Linked DNA regions of Sus scrofa: region 1 is linked to region 2. The links are chromatin contacts, called in public promoter capture Hi-C maps. All regions are on one chromosome and are shown on one strand. Each heading gives the region's core, a stretch centred on a gene start, on an enhancer-like site or on the middle of the called end of the contact. The rest is flanking DNA. Distances are from core to core; before and after follow the strand shown. Region 1 holds the start of FAM214B (protein FAM214B). Region 2 holds the start of LOC100156421 (phospholipid-transporting ATPase FetA-like).

The links. Promoter capture Hi-C pulls out the DNA fragments that hold promoters and counts their contacts.
Region 1: a promoter capture Hi-C map of liver shows a contact between it and region 2, with 5 times the contacts expected there. The contact joins the promoter of FAM214B here to the promoter of LOC100156421 in region 2. A contact is called at or near these places in 2 of 5 promoter capture datasets (fetal liver and liver), 4 of 47 Hi-C or Micro-C datasets (embryonic fibroblasts, heart right ventricle and skeletal muscle) and 2 of 2 datasets of contacts at active chromatin or transcription factors (alveolar macrophages and skeletal muscle).

What each region holds. Positions count from the first base shown.
Region 1 is chr1:235,905,034-235,912,549 of Sscrofa11.1, reverse strand. It overlaps FAM214B (protein FAM214B), which reads left to right and starts at 5,408. Exons shown (of 9, transcript XM_013986310.2): 1 at 5,408-5,495.
Region 2 is chr1:236,153,423-236,160,198 of Sscrofa11.1, reverse strand. LOC100156421 (phospholipid-transporting ATPase FetA-like) reads right to left here and starts at 1,851. Exons shown (of 29, transcript XM_005660209.2): 1 at 1,789-1,851. UNC13B (protein unc-13 homolog B) reads right to left here. Exons shown (of 39, transcript XM_021065583.1): 37 at 4,202-4,294; 38 at 3,867-4,025; 39 at 2,102-3,693. The coding sequence ends at 3,641.

The DNA.
Region 1 (7,516 bases), core at 4,159-6,658, 250 kb after region 2:
TGGGTGTAATTTCAGTCTTAGTACTGGGTACTGTCTAGAGCAGAAACCAGCAAACCTTTTCTGTAAAGGAACATATAGTAAATATTTAGGATTTGTGGGCCAAAAGAAGCAGAACTGAGGCTATTATGCAGATAATTATATAACAAGAGAGAAAACAAATTTCCACAATTTTCATTAATAACATTCAAAACAAATAATAATGGAATTCCCATCGTGGCTCAGTCATGACAAACACAACTAGTATCTATGAGGATGCAAGTTCCATCCCTGGCATTGCTCAGTGGGTTAAGGATCCAGGGTTGCTGTGAGCTGTAGTGTAGCTTGCAGACTCGGCTTGGATCCCAAGTTGCTGGGGCTGTGGTGTAGGCCAGCAGCTACAGCTCTGATTTGACCCCTAGCCTAGGAACTTCCATATACCGCGAATGTTGCCCTAAAAAGACAAGAGAAAAAAAATTTTAAATAATAACAATTGAATATAATTTTTGGCAACATAGATCTACTAAAGAGAAGACTGAAATCCTTTGGGGAGTATACGTTTTGTTCCATTAGGGTTCAAACTATCATTGACGTCAATTGCCCATGTTATCTATTAATGCTGATCTGTAATAAGATCTTATATATCTCATCTGTCTTTTCACACAGGTAGGTATTGCCAATACTGATATCAGCCCATGAGCATGTGATTCAGTTGAGCATATTCACTGTCTGGAAAATACTTATAAAATTCTATTACACTCTTGCTTGATATTTGCTCAAAAAATCATAATAAAACTTTAGCACTGCTAAGCCATCTGTGTGGTAGAACGAATCAAGATATTCATCTTCTATTTCTGACCAAAAAAAAAAAAAACACCAAGGAACTGATAATGGTTAAGTTTATCAGAACGAATGAAGTCAACTGTTGACATTACTAGTTTAATAACACAGGATAAAGTCACATACTTTCTTTTTTTGTTTGTTTGTTTTTTGTTTTTTGGTTTTTTTGCCTTTTCTAGGGCTGCTCCTGCGGCATATGGAGGTTCTCAGGCTGGGGGGTCTAATCAGAGCTGTAACCACCGGCCTACACCAGAGCCACAGCAACTCGGGATCCAAACTGCAACTGCGACCTACACCACAGCGCAACGCCAGATCCTTAACCCACTGAGCAAGGCCAGGGATCGAACCCTCAACCTCATGTTTCCTATTCCGGATTCGTTAACCACTGAGCCACGACGGGAACTCCTAAAGTCACATACTTTCTGCAAAAAAAAAAATATATATATATATACACTTTAAACACATTACATTTTCATGAGTCTTGTAAATTTGTTGAACTAAGCCTTTTTTCTGTTCCACATATATTTTTACCAATATCGGTTGTAACATATCTTAACAGATTCTACTTCAGGTTGTAATGAATTAGTGTCTTGTCAATTTCCTTGAAAACAGTTTACCTGAAATTGTTTCAGGCAGACTGAAAATGATAATTATTCAGTCACTTCAAATTTATCATTGACCTGTTAAATAAACAACTCAACAGTGTTGATAGCATGGACTTGTCAAGAGCCAAGGAAAACAGCTTGAATAATTTGCTTTGTTTTTATTTTTTATTTTTTTTCCCTTTGTCTTTTGGGGCCCCACCTGCGGCACAGGTAAGTTCCCAGGCTAGGGGTTGAACCAGAACTGCAGCTGCTGGCCTATACCACAGCCACAGCCTTGTCTGCGACCCACACCATAGCTCACAGCAACGCCGGATCCTTAACCCACTGAGCAAGGTCAGGGATTGAACCCACATCCTTATGGATACTAGCTGGATTTGTTAACGCTGAGCCACACCGGGAACTCCTGCTTTGTTTTTAAATTGGCTACAGTGGGAGTTCCTGTCCTGGTGCAGTGGAAATGAATCCGACTAGGAACCATGTGGTTGCAGGTTCGATCCCTGGCCTCGATCAGTGGGTTAAGGATCTGACATTGATAGGAGCTGTGGTGTAAGTCTCAGAGATGGCTTGGATCCTGTGTTGCTGTGCCTGTGGCATAGTCTGGCAGCTGTAGTAGCTCTGATTGGACCCCTAGCCTGGGAACCTCCATATGCCAAGAGTGCGGCCCTAAAAAGCAAAATAAATAAATAGGCTACTGTGTTGCTCTTACTGGGGAAATTAAACAATCCTGCTAGCAGAAAGACCCTTTTCTGTCAATTCAGAAAAGTAAGAGAACATACTTTATTATTATTTAGTAAGCATTAACAGATTATATACATGTAAGTGAGACAAGGGGAAGGGGACAGGGTACAATCATTAAAAGAATAAGGATACGACAAAAACTAGTTAGAACAAATTAGGCCCAAGATGGTGGAAAATTCGACTCCAGTAGCCCTTGAGCCTCATTATATGCTCATTTTTGTACATTAGCTGACATACCCACAGGTGCCATGACAGTCCAGAGGCTGACCACAAAAGGCCAAAAAGTAGGTGGTGGATGAATTCCTGGAAATCTCCAAGCCTTCCCTCAAATAGTTAGAATAATCTTCCAATTCCTTAGCCTATGCTATTACCCAGCCCATTAAAAAACTAACACCCCTGGAGTTCCCTGGTGGCCTAGCAGGTTAAGGACCAGGTGTTGTCACTGCTGTGATGTGGGTTCAATCCCTGGCCCAGGAACTTCCATATGCCACAGAGACAGCTGAAAACAAACAAACTACCTAACCACCGCCAGAGCCTGGAGCCACTTTCACCTTCTGCGATAGACCACATTCTGCCTATGCAAAGTATATCTCTCCAAATAAATCTGCTTTCACTTTACTATGGCTCACTATTGAATTCTTTCCTGGGTGAAGCCAAGGACCTTCACTTGGTAGCCTATCCTAGGAACTAGGCTAAGACTTGGGACATGACCATTCTCTTGAACCCCATTCTCCTCCTACAACATAAGGTAGCCTGAAAATGTCTGCAAAATTAGGATAAAATGTCACATAATTTATACAGCAAAGCAGAAGAAAGAACACTTATCTCCTCAAGAGAAAAAAGCTGCATATCTTTTTTGTTTTTTGGGGTTTTTTTTTTTTTTTGGTTGTGCCTATGGCATGTGGAAGTTTTAGGGCCAGCGATTGAACCTACACCACAGCAGCGAAATTAGCTACTGCAGTGACAATGCTGGATCCTTAACATGCTGCACCACGGGAGAACTCTGGGGCTGCACCTCTTAATAATCTCCTACACATTTCCAAAGAGACCTTTGTTTAAAAATCTAGAGATTATTTGATCCACAACCTTGAAGATATCTCTATATTGTTAGAACTAGAGGCTAGACTTGGAGTTCTCATTGTGGCACAGTGGGTTAAGAATCTGACTGTAGCAATCTGGGTCCATGCAGAGGTATGGGTGGGTACATCCGGCGTTGCTGTGGCTGCAGCTGCAGCATAGGTCAGAGGTGTGGCTCAGATTCAATCTCTGGCCTGGGAACTTCCATATGCCACAAGTGTGGCTGTTAAAAAACAAGAGGGAGTTCCCATTGTGGCTCAGCCTGACTGGTATCTGTGAGGGACCCCTAGTCTCATTCAGTGGGTTAAGGATCCGTTGCCATGAGCTGTGGTGTAGGTTGAAGACATGGCTTGGGTCCCACCATTGCTGTGGCTGCGGCATAAGCTGGCAGCTGCTGCTCAAATTCAACCCCTAGCCTGGGAAATTCCATATGCCACAGGTTCGATCCTAAAAAGCAAGCAAGCAAACAAACAAAAAAACAAAGTTCTGAGCCAAACACAGTGACCTCAAACTTTGAGCTTTTTTCACTACACAAAACCCTTCCAACTTTACTCTCTCTAGGATTATACAGGTATTTGTATGATGATACAAACAAACAAGCCACATCAGGGCAGAAAAATTTTGTTTCTTTTTCACTTTTTGCCTAGCACACCATTTGGTGTTCAGTAAAAAGCATCTTAACGACTCACAGAAAGAAAGTCACAGGGACCTAAAGAATCTGAGACTTAGAGAGAAATTTAACAGGTCTGATCCTTCATAGTCCTCAGCACTGCCAACTCCACAGAGAAGCTCTGAGTTCTGCAAGGGCCCTGTGCTGCCATCTACCGGTAGCTGGCAAGCATCGACTCCCCATTGCTATCTCCAGAACCCAAAGGGTTGCGGGAAGTTGGAGAGTAGAATCAAACGCTAATTAAATTACAGAAGTGTAAATGTCACATAGTTTTTGTTTTGTTGTGTTTTGTTTTGCCTTTTTTTTAAAGGGCCGCACCCACGGCATATGGAAATTCCCAGACTACGGGTCAAATCAGAGCTGCCGCAGCTGCCAGCCTACACCACAGCCCACAGCAACACCAGATCCTTAACCCATAGGATTGAACAAAGCCAGGGACTGAACCTGCATCCTCATGGATACTAGTCGGGTTAGTTACCGCTGAGCCACAACAGAACTCCTGTCACATAGTTGATTTGACACGTGCAAAGCAAAGGCTCTACTTTTCTTCAGTGATTGCAGGCTCCCCTTACTCTGTAGTAACACTTAGGCTCATGAATTTCACAGACGACTCTCTGACCTATCTCTACAGGTACACATCTGACTCTTACTTCTTGTCTCCCAGAATTCAGACTCTCTTGAACAGAGTAGGCTGCAGAAATTATTCATCCTCACAGAGTTGAGACCCCGTCAACCAGATTTGCGCATTTTTACAGAACCCTGAGACCCCTTGTGCTACTTTGCAAGTCCCACAGACCTCCCCCATTAAGGCAAATACACGCGCTAACGCAGACGGCTTCACTAAGAGGCTCAAGTTCCGCAGGCTGCTCACACCAGCGCAAAAGCTTGAGAGGGCCTCATTCAGGCTCGGCGCCTTCAGGCTAACGCTTTGACCCTGGCTCTGGCTCCCCACCTCCAGCCTAATCCGGTCAGCCTAGGCCTCACACAGAGGGCACATGCCCCGCCCATCTAAACCTGTCATCACAGAAGCCGCACGTGGCCGGGGTGGGACCTCAGGCGACCTGCAGCCATCACTTTGTCTCCTCCACCATCCATTGGGACCACCACCACCAATCAGAGCCAGCGGTTCCCGGCTGGAGAGCGGGCGCCGGGGTGAGGCTAGTGGGAGAAGGGGCGGGGGGAGAAGAGGCTCAGAGATCTGAGGGGGCTAGCGTTGGAAAGGAGCTTGGCACCGGTTCTGCCAGGCTGGAATCCGAGTGGGCGGGTCCTAGTGACAAGCAAGGAGACCAAAAAGGGGCGGGGATTGGAGGGGACGACGGGCAAGCAGTGTTCAATGGGGAGACGCCGAGAAGACGAGAAGGGGCGGGGCCTTAGAGGGGGCGGGACCTGTATTACAGGGGAGGAGCCCCAGGAATTACAGAAACTAGGAAAAAGGACAAGCGGGGTGGGGGGGGAAGGTGGGAGGTGGGACAGGGGGAGGGTGGGTCTTGTCGTTGCGGGGGCGGGGCTCGCACCAAAGGGGCGAGGTTTGCCGGAGGAGGCTGCAGCTGGGGCAGCTGTGTAACTGCCCCAATCCACTACCTCCCCAGGTGCAGCGGGACTCACGGAACTGCAGGTGTGGGGTGGGGTGCGTGTGGAAGAAGGGACAAGGACCGGGGTGCGCTTGGGCAGACATGAGGAGGTGGGGATCGCTTTAGGGAAGGAGAGAATTGGGAGAAATGCTGGGGTAGGGTGGAGTAAAGCAGAGTTAGGGGAGGAGCTGGGGCTCACTGTGTGGGCTAGGAGGTGCATTCTCCGGTAGCCCTTGTGGGGGAGGGGCGGGAGTGCTTTGTGAGGGTGGGAAGTACTAGGTAGGGGGTGAAGTCTTTATCTTGAAGTGGAGGGTTGGAGAAGATACTTGAGGAGGAGGGACTCTGAAGGAGCTTAGGGGGAAAGGGAAGAGGGGGTGTTGTGTGATGGAGAAGGGCTGGTGGTCCAGAGTGTGGGAGGGACAGATGGCCTGTGTGGAGGAAGAAGGGATGGGGCTGTGGGCACTCTGCGAAGGGAAGGGGTTGCAGGCCCCAGCTGGGGAGGGAAGAACCCCTAGTGCTTTGAGAAAGTGTGGGGGCATTATAGAGATTCCAGGAAGATGTTTGTGTCCTGTGTTTTAGGAATGAGGGTGATGAAATTGCTGGGGTGAAGAAGCCCGTCTGCAGTGCTCCTGGCTCCTCAACTCCTAACTCCACCTTCAGGCCTGAGCACTCTTAGAGAGGATCTAGGCCCCACTTGCCACTAGGGCTTGTGCGACCTTCTCAGGCAGCTCTGGATCTGTCTGGCTGAGTCTGGGTTTTTTGGTTTCTTTTTTTCCCCCTTCGTTGGTGTCTCTGGGGACCCTTCCCCCATTCTGTTCCTGTTAACCCCCCACTCTAGTTCCTGTTCCTTCTAGAAGCTTGCCTTGGTCCCTGTCTTCCCCCACCTCCCCCACTTTGCTCTGCCCTTATGTTCTGGGTGTGCTCATTTCCCACTTCCTTCCTCGCCCTGGGGCCTGGCCCGGTCCTTGCATGTCTAGGAGCTGTGCCTGCCCCAGACTTTGTACTCAGTGGCCAGAGACCTAATAATTAGCAGCAAGGCCCAGACCCCACCCTCACTACTACCAAGGTCTTTCCCAGCAGGCCCCCAAGTGAATGGTAGACACATTTTTACCACTTGCCACAAATGAAATTTCCCCACACTTTTCCTTCTCCTGGGTAGGTAACATTGCGACCGTCAAAAATTCTGGGTGTCTGTAGGAGGGGAAAATAATAAGTACTAAGGGTCTTTGATGCATGTTTGGAGAGGTGGGTCACTATTGTCATTTGAACTTGAGAAGGGATGTGAGGTTGCAGCCTCTGCTGGGGGAGGAAGAAGGAATGGCTCCCCATACTCCTGACCTGGAAGCTGACTGTCAAAACTGAGACTAGGGCCTAGTCCACTTGGGGGCTCCTCTGGTTCCCTGAGGGGACCTGGTGTAGGGCCAGAGTTCATTTTGCCCCTGGGCTGGCTGGGACAGGGTGGGAAAGCCCTGTTTTCCACACAGTGGCTGAATGAGTGTGACAGTGTTGCTGAAAGGGGCCCCAAGCCAGCCTCCTCTGGCTGAGAGACGGGTTGGTGGGGAGGAGGGGGTGCTGAGGCCAGACAAAGCCTTGGGGTAGGGTGGGGTAAAGGAGGGCAGGCTGAAGCCTTTTGAGGAGGAGCTGATTGCTATGGCAACACAGCTTCCCAGTCTGTCTCTCAGAGAGGCGGGCCTAGGGCAGACTCACTCCAGCTTCCTCTGGACTAAGGCATTCGTGTGAGTGGGTGGGGCATGAAGAGAAAGAGCATCAGTTTGCTGTGCAGAGGCTGGAGTATATGGCCTTTCTGCTTCAGAACGATCAGCGGAGCTTTCAGATGCTTGGACTCATCCTCTGGAAATGGATTTGAGTGAACAATAGCCATTAGAATCATAGCAATATAAGGTCAGAGCTGTAGAGGCTCTCAATGGTCATCATTTATACAAACTCATTTTACAGATTTGGAAATGAACAGAGACTGAGATTTTCTCCAGATCTCATAGTGAATGAACAGGTGTTAGAACCCAGGTCTCCTGATTGCT
Region 2 (6,776 bases), core at 602-3,101:
ATATTAATCCCTTGTACATCTAGAGAAAATGTAGTTTTCAAAGTGCTTTCACACATAAATAAGCCCATTTGATCCCTCTGAGGTAAACATGGCCAGAATTAATAGTCCATTTAACAGAAGTAAGAAACAGCCCCTGAAAAGTTAAAAGCCAAGGTCCCCTGTCTAGTAGTGAGCAGAGCTGAGACTACTGTTCATGTCTTGACTCTCACTTCAATACCATCTCCACTATTCCATGCTGCTTCTTCAGTTTGCCATTCTGTTTCAAGATATGGGAGGTTCGTTCAGGAAGCAAGTCCAAATATTCATACACTTATGCTGATGAAAATGATTTTGCTTTTTAAAAAATTCAATTAAAAGTACTCCTATTCTACTTCTGATTAATTACAACCTGCAGAACATCCCCAACTCTTGATACCATAAGGTCTGTTATCTCCCACAGAGAGAAGGGTTACCATCTGCACATTCTGGAGCGAAGGAGACAGCACTTTTGAGACATCATTTCCAGTACAGTCCAGAGCTAGGCTCTTTTTAAAACCAGTTACTCAAAGAAAAATAATACCTTGCCTTTGGCCCGATCCCACCAGAAAGGTATTGGCATAGGATTTCTTCAAGATGAAATACACCAGGAAGCTACCAGTAGATATTTTGATTGAATTCTCACATATATATATATAAACCTTCACTTTTTCTTTTTTTGGCTGCACCCACAGCATGTGGAAGTTTCCAGGCCAGGGACTGAACCCATGTTGCAGTTGCCGCCTGTGTGCAGCAATGCCTGATCCTTATTTAACCTGCTCCTTATTTAACTGCTGTGACACAAGGCACTTTCAAAAAAAAAAATTTAGTAGATCTCACCCTGGATTTTAGTTACTAGGATGATCTCTGCCTTAATCTGGGCATTAGGGAAACCAAAGATAACCTAAACATATCCAACCTCTTTGGATTTCAGTTTCCGTTAGGAATTCAAAGTACTGGCACAGAAAATTACCCCAAATCTTACATCAGGGAGTAGAAACTCAAGTGCCTATCAGGTGCCAGGCAAAGAATGTAAAGCTCAGTACGACTAAGCAAGGAGTAATGAAATCTATAATGAACTACAGCAAACTAATTTGTTAGTTGCTTCTCAGCTCCAACCACCCGCCACTTTGTGGGAATATGAGCTAAGAGTTAACAGTTCTTCTGATTTTCCCCCAAAAGCTGGAAATACGCATTTTTTAAATGTAAAATCTGGTTTTGAAAAGTCAGTTACTAATTCAAATCTGCAAGCCTTTTTGCAAGCCAGTCAGTTGGTTTTTCCTTATGGAGTAGGTTTCCTGCTCCATGTGAGAGAGGAATGATAGTAAATGTGCCACTTTAAAGTCAAATATGGTATACAACTCAGTGGGTAGTGCCGGGAAAGTGGACAAAGCTCCCTTAGTTAATACGAATGTACCTTGGTAGGGGCGAGGGGAGGGGGGAGTGTGTGTGTGTGTGTGTGTAGTTTCTGCTTTACAAGGTAACTGTATAAATGGGTGCCCTCTGGGAGGTATTTGGGTGATAAAAATCCGCTTTGCTAGGTATATGGGCAGATACGTCTTCTCTGGAGTGTCTGGAAAAGCCGTATAATCGAGTACGGCGGGGATGGGGAATACTGGGAGAGCAGTTAACGAGAGAGTGTGAGGACAGACAGCTATTAGGAAATAATAGCGCTAGGGATGCGAGATAGTGTGGGGGTACAGTTTCTCTTCAGTGTTGGAAGGAGAAGACGATAACCTCTTCCGTCACCACCCTTGGGCACTTCTCGCTCACCATCGCCGCGCAGCGGTCGACTCCAGCAGCCGCCATCTTAACGCACCTTTCTGCGCAGGTGCCCTGGAGTCGCACGGTTCAGTCGAGTAGAGCCCCGCCTCCAACCACGCCCCCACCCCCACGAGCCCGCCCCAGCCACACCCCCTTTCTTAGACTCTGCCCTCCTCCCCCTCAGCCTTTTTAGGCTCTACCGCTTGGGGTTGGCGGGGGAGTGGAAAGAGTAGCAAAGAGCCACTGGCCTAAAATCTGTCATTATACAACAAAGTCATTTCTACAGCTTTCCACACTTCAGGAGAACTACCAGACCACAAAGGCTGATATAAGATAATTTATTACAGACTAACCAATAATTTCCTGTAACAATGGCACATACAATAATTAAAAACAGCAAAGATGCTTAGTTTCTTGTTTCATGTAATGGCCAATGGACAATGCTGAGCCCTCAGGAAGCCCAGGAGGCTGCTACTGAGAAAGTGAAGGGCCATGTCACATCTCTGAGCAAGGGCCGGGAAAGTCCACATGGCCCCCTGTAAAGAGTTTGTCTCTGACCTCACAGGGAGTGTTGAGGCCCACCCCCACTCCATCCAGTCTGTACAGAGGGATCATAATCCAAATTCCTTCTGTAGGATTGAACATCTATGAGGGGAACAGCAGCTGACCTAGATGAAAGGGAATGAGGACAAAAGCTAGATTCCTTCTGCAAAGGGGAACACCACCAGAAGGCAGGGGCCGTAAGTGAGGACTTTCTAGGCTGATTTCCACAGTTTTTGGCTTTGCAGGGCTTATCCACACAGAAAATACAGCCCTCTCTCCTGGAGCCTTCACTTAGCTTCAGGTGCATACACTTAAGAAGAGTCTCTTGTGTCCTGAAGCATCACTCCCCTTCCTAAAGGAATGAGGTAGGGGGACTCCTGGGCAAGTGCCCCTGGTGCTTGAGTTCCAAAGAAATTCTGCTCAGGGCTCTGAAGCACCATGTGAACCTGGTTCTACTCATGACAGATAATCTGGGGGAAGGGATTAGCACAGCTCACTTCTGAAGGGTATTTCGTTCAGTTTCAATGCCTTGTACTCACTTGAGTCACTCTAAATCAGTGGATTCTGCTCAAGGGACAGTCTGAATTGTACTCCGTGTGCTCTGCCCTAATCATACTCCAGTCCAAACCACAGGGCTCTGCAATACCTGTAGACTCAACTGATTACTTACCTAGTTAAGTACAAGCTCCAGGCCCTCTAAACTCGTTCTTCTAATGATTCGTATGTATGGGTCTAACTAGATAAGGTGTGCTATGGAGGGGGTGGAGAAGTGGTGTGGGGTGAAAGGGTCTCTACCAAAAACAGCTGAAACTCTCAGAAATGTCTGTTTCTTTCTCTTTATGAAAGACTCCCTATGCGGTAATCCCCACAGTCCAGTTCTGAGCACCACAGACCTATGAGTGAGGGGTTCATGACCCTTTCTAGGAAATGCCATGCTCTCACCACCTCTAGTTTTTCCTTCTATTTCCTTAACTTAAGGAGTCAGCCTCTTGACTCTGAGGAACCCTAAGCTGACTACATAGTAACTCCTACCGGCCCTGACTTGTGGAACAGGTGCCATCCAGTTGGCACAGGAGCCTAGGTGCTCAGCTCCCCTCCTCCATGGAACGAGACTCCGATTTGAGCTTCACAAACTCTCGGGCCACTTCGTCATTGCTCCTCTGAGACAGAATCCGGAGAATAGTCATGCCTGTCTCATCCATGTGGATCTTCCGGCCCAAGGGGCACCAGCAGGCACAGCTACCCTTGGCTGCCACATCCCTCAGAGGCATCACAGCCAGCCCCAGAACACGATCCTCCCGGGCAAAGCAGTAGTCCTTCACACATATTTGCAACTCATAGGCTTCTGGTCCCTCTTCATTTCCCAGGAGGCTGTAAGCACAGAGTAGGTGGAAGGTAGGAGACCAGTGCTAAGGGCATTCTCAACTAAATTCACCCCAACCACCATCCAGTCTATCCTTTTCTCCCCTCCCAATTTTTACCCCCCAGATCACCCCATCTCATCCCATCCCAGAGTCCTGCAGGTCCCCCATGCCATAACTTACAAGTGAATGTCTCATTGTACTTGGGAGCCCAGTTGTTGCTTTTAGACTTGGTTGTGAACTTCCTCTTCTTATCACTTTGGTGAGGGCCAACCATGGTTACTTCCACGAAGGGCCGGAACATACCTGCTGTCTGCCACTTGAGGTCATTGGCAGCCACCACTGCACAAACATGGGAAATCTGTGAGGGATCCCATCAAGCATTCCCAGTTCTTGAGCCCCAGGTGCCATTCCCCTTGGAGGAGGGCTAAGCTGAAGGGCTGGGATGAGCAGCCCCTGCCTTTGATTGATGAGGCCACTGGGCAAGAAAAGGTCTGAGGTGAGTCCATGCCACTCACCTTTCACTGTGACCTTGTGCTCTCCTGTGCCAGGATGTGTAAACAAGTCCACCTGAATGGAGACTTCTCCCACAGGATCATCCACACCAGACCCTGAGGGACAGATGAACAGATGATCCTCCATTGAAGAACTTTAAGTCTTTAGGTCTAATTATGATAGGTAAAACTGTGGAGTTGGGAGGCTACTGTCATACACCCTAAAGCAAGAAGCAGTCACCCACAGAAGCTATGGGGAAGTAAGCAGTGGGGGAAGGGAATGAAAGAGGATAAAGAATGAGGCTGTGTATTAAAATACAAGTCAGGGTGACAACATCTTAGGCAAAACTTCCAGAAATTCAATTGGTATCTCTCAGGTTCCCCAAACCTCTCTTAGGCTAAAGAATTTTCATTGAAAGATGAGGGAAAGGAGAGTGCTTCCATCCTATATTTTTGAGAACTATGTCCACCCCATGGTGTCTCAACAGGACAATGAGGGTCCCATCTAGCCAAAAACAGCACCCTCCCACCCAGAGAGGCCCCTGCTTGGGAGGCTGCCCTGCACAGAAACACTCTGTCCTACTCAGACCTGGACCTCTCCACAAACAGCTCCCTAGTCCCTCTGGCCAATTTGTAGGCTCCCTCCCGCAGAGGCCTCACTCACTATTTTGGGAAAACACCAGTACCTAGACCCCAGATAAAACTTCTTTGTCCTAAGATGGACGGGTGGGGGGATTCTGAGGACAGAACTATCATGGAGCCTGTGTTGATCTGCATGAATACACTGCCCATCTCTGAGCCTTGGGATAGAGGTTCCAAACTGTGACACCTGATTCCCCCAGCCCCAACATAAGCAGCTCATTCTGGTTCACAGGGGACAGTGTTAGCCCATGTTAGAGTCACATCTGCATGGTGTATAACGTACCCTTTTCCGGCTGAATGTCCTCATTAGCAGTAAACCTAATACCTTTCCCATCATGCACTGAGTGAGGACAGGCAAGTCAAGAGGTAGCAGCAGGAGGACAGAGAAAGAAGAATCAATTAGAGGTCTATGGAGTTAACAGCCATTCAGAACAACTCTATGCATATTCTGAGGGAGCAGAGAGATGGGGTAGGGCAGAGAGAGAAGCCAAAGAACTGGGATTGGTGCCTGAATGCTTCAAATTATACTTAACGGTTTGAAGATTAGCCAAATCATGGGCACTAGCAGTAGAACATAGAGAGAGAAGGTTTCTAAGACCAGCAGGGCACAAAACAGAGTAGGCTCTAGTTTCCTAGGCCCTTAAATGATAAAGCAATACGTAGAAAATGTACACACATACATCTGCATCCCCCCTGTAGCCCCCACCCCTGTTCTTACTTCATACATGCCCATTCCAGCCTCTCCTCATCTTTACATTTAGCTTAAAGCTCAATGTTTCTAAAAAGCCTTTTAGATTAACTCAGATCCTTCCTTTACATGTGTACTCAGCTCTGTGAAAGTTCTTTGAGTCCCCACCACCCCACTTTTTTTTTTTTTTTTTGCTTTTTAGGGCCACATTGGTGGCATATGGAGGTTCCCGGGCTAGGGGTTGAATCAGAGCTACAGCTGCTGGCCTGCGCCACAGCCACAGCAACGCTGGATCCGAGCTGCGTCTGCAACCTACACCACAGCTCATGGCAACGCTGGATCTTTAACCCACAGAGTGAGGCCAGGGATCAAACCCACAACCTCATAGTTCATAGTCGGATTTGTTTCTGCTGCATCACAACAGGAATTCCCTTCCTGTCCCCTTAAGCAAGGCTCACAACTTCTTTTGTTCTCTCTTCTCAGTTTGGACTTTGCAGTAGTATGCGCCTCTTGTGTCTCTTCACCATCCATCAATCACATTCTAACTGCTTAAGTCCTTCTCCTCAGGTCAGCTCTGTGCTCCAGATCCACAGCTCAGTAAGGCCTAAGCCTTCCCGCCCCACCTCCACCAGGTTCACTCCTCCAGGCAGAATGCCCAGGTTTCCCTGGAACGTGCAATAATAATGGCACCTTGAAGGTACTTAGGGGCAGGGGTGTGGGGAAATGTCGGGTTCCCAGGATCAAGGTTAGAATTTCAGTCTGATACATGAATATGTGTTTTGTTACAGGTGGCCTGCCTGGAGGCAGGAAGGGGTTCTGGGAACTGGAAATCACTGGGAAAAAAACAGCTGCCTGGATTCCCTTAGCATCACCCACGAAGCTGGAGCCTCAGCTTTGCAGAGCCATGTGATCCGCACCCTCCCTTCAACTGCTCCCGTAGTTTGCCTCTCTTAGTCTTCTCCTCATCCCCACTGGAGAATCTTGCAAGTCTTTTCCTTTCTCTTCCCAGGACAACTTCCAACTAGGGCTCCCAAAGCTATGAATCTTCAAGAGTCTCAACCACTAATTCTCAATTCCTTGAAGATTTTTCCTGACAAACAGGGTATATTCCTTGAGCTCAATGCCCTGGCCAGATGATGTCTGGGAAGAGATAGTTCAGGCACATTTCCAGGTCTCTGTGTGGGGTGGGGATAAGCATTGGGGTTCATCAAGAAATCCTGATGTTGGGAGTTCCCTGGTGGCCTATTGGCTAAGGACCTTGTGTGGTCA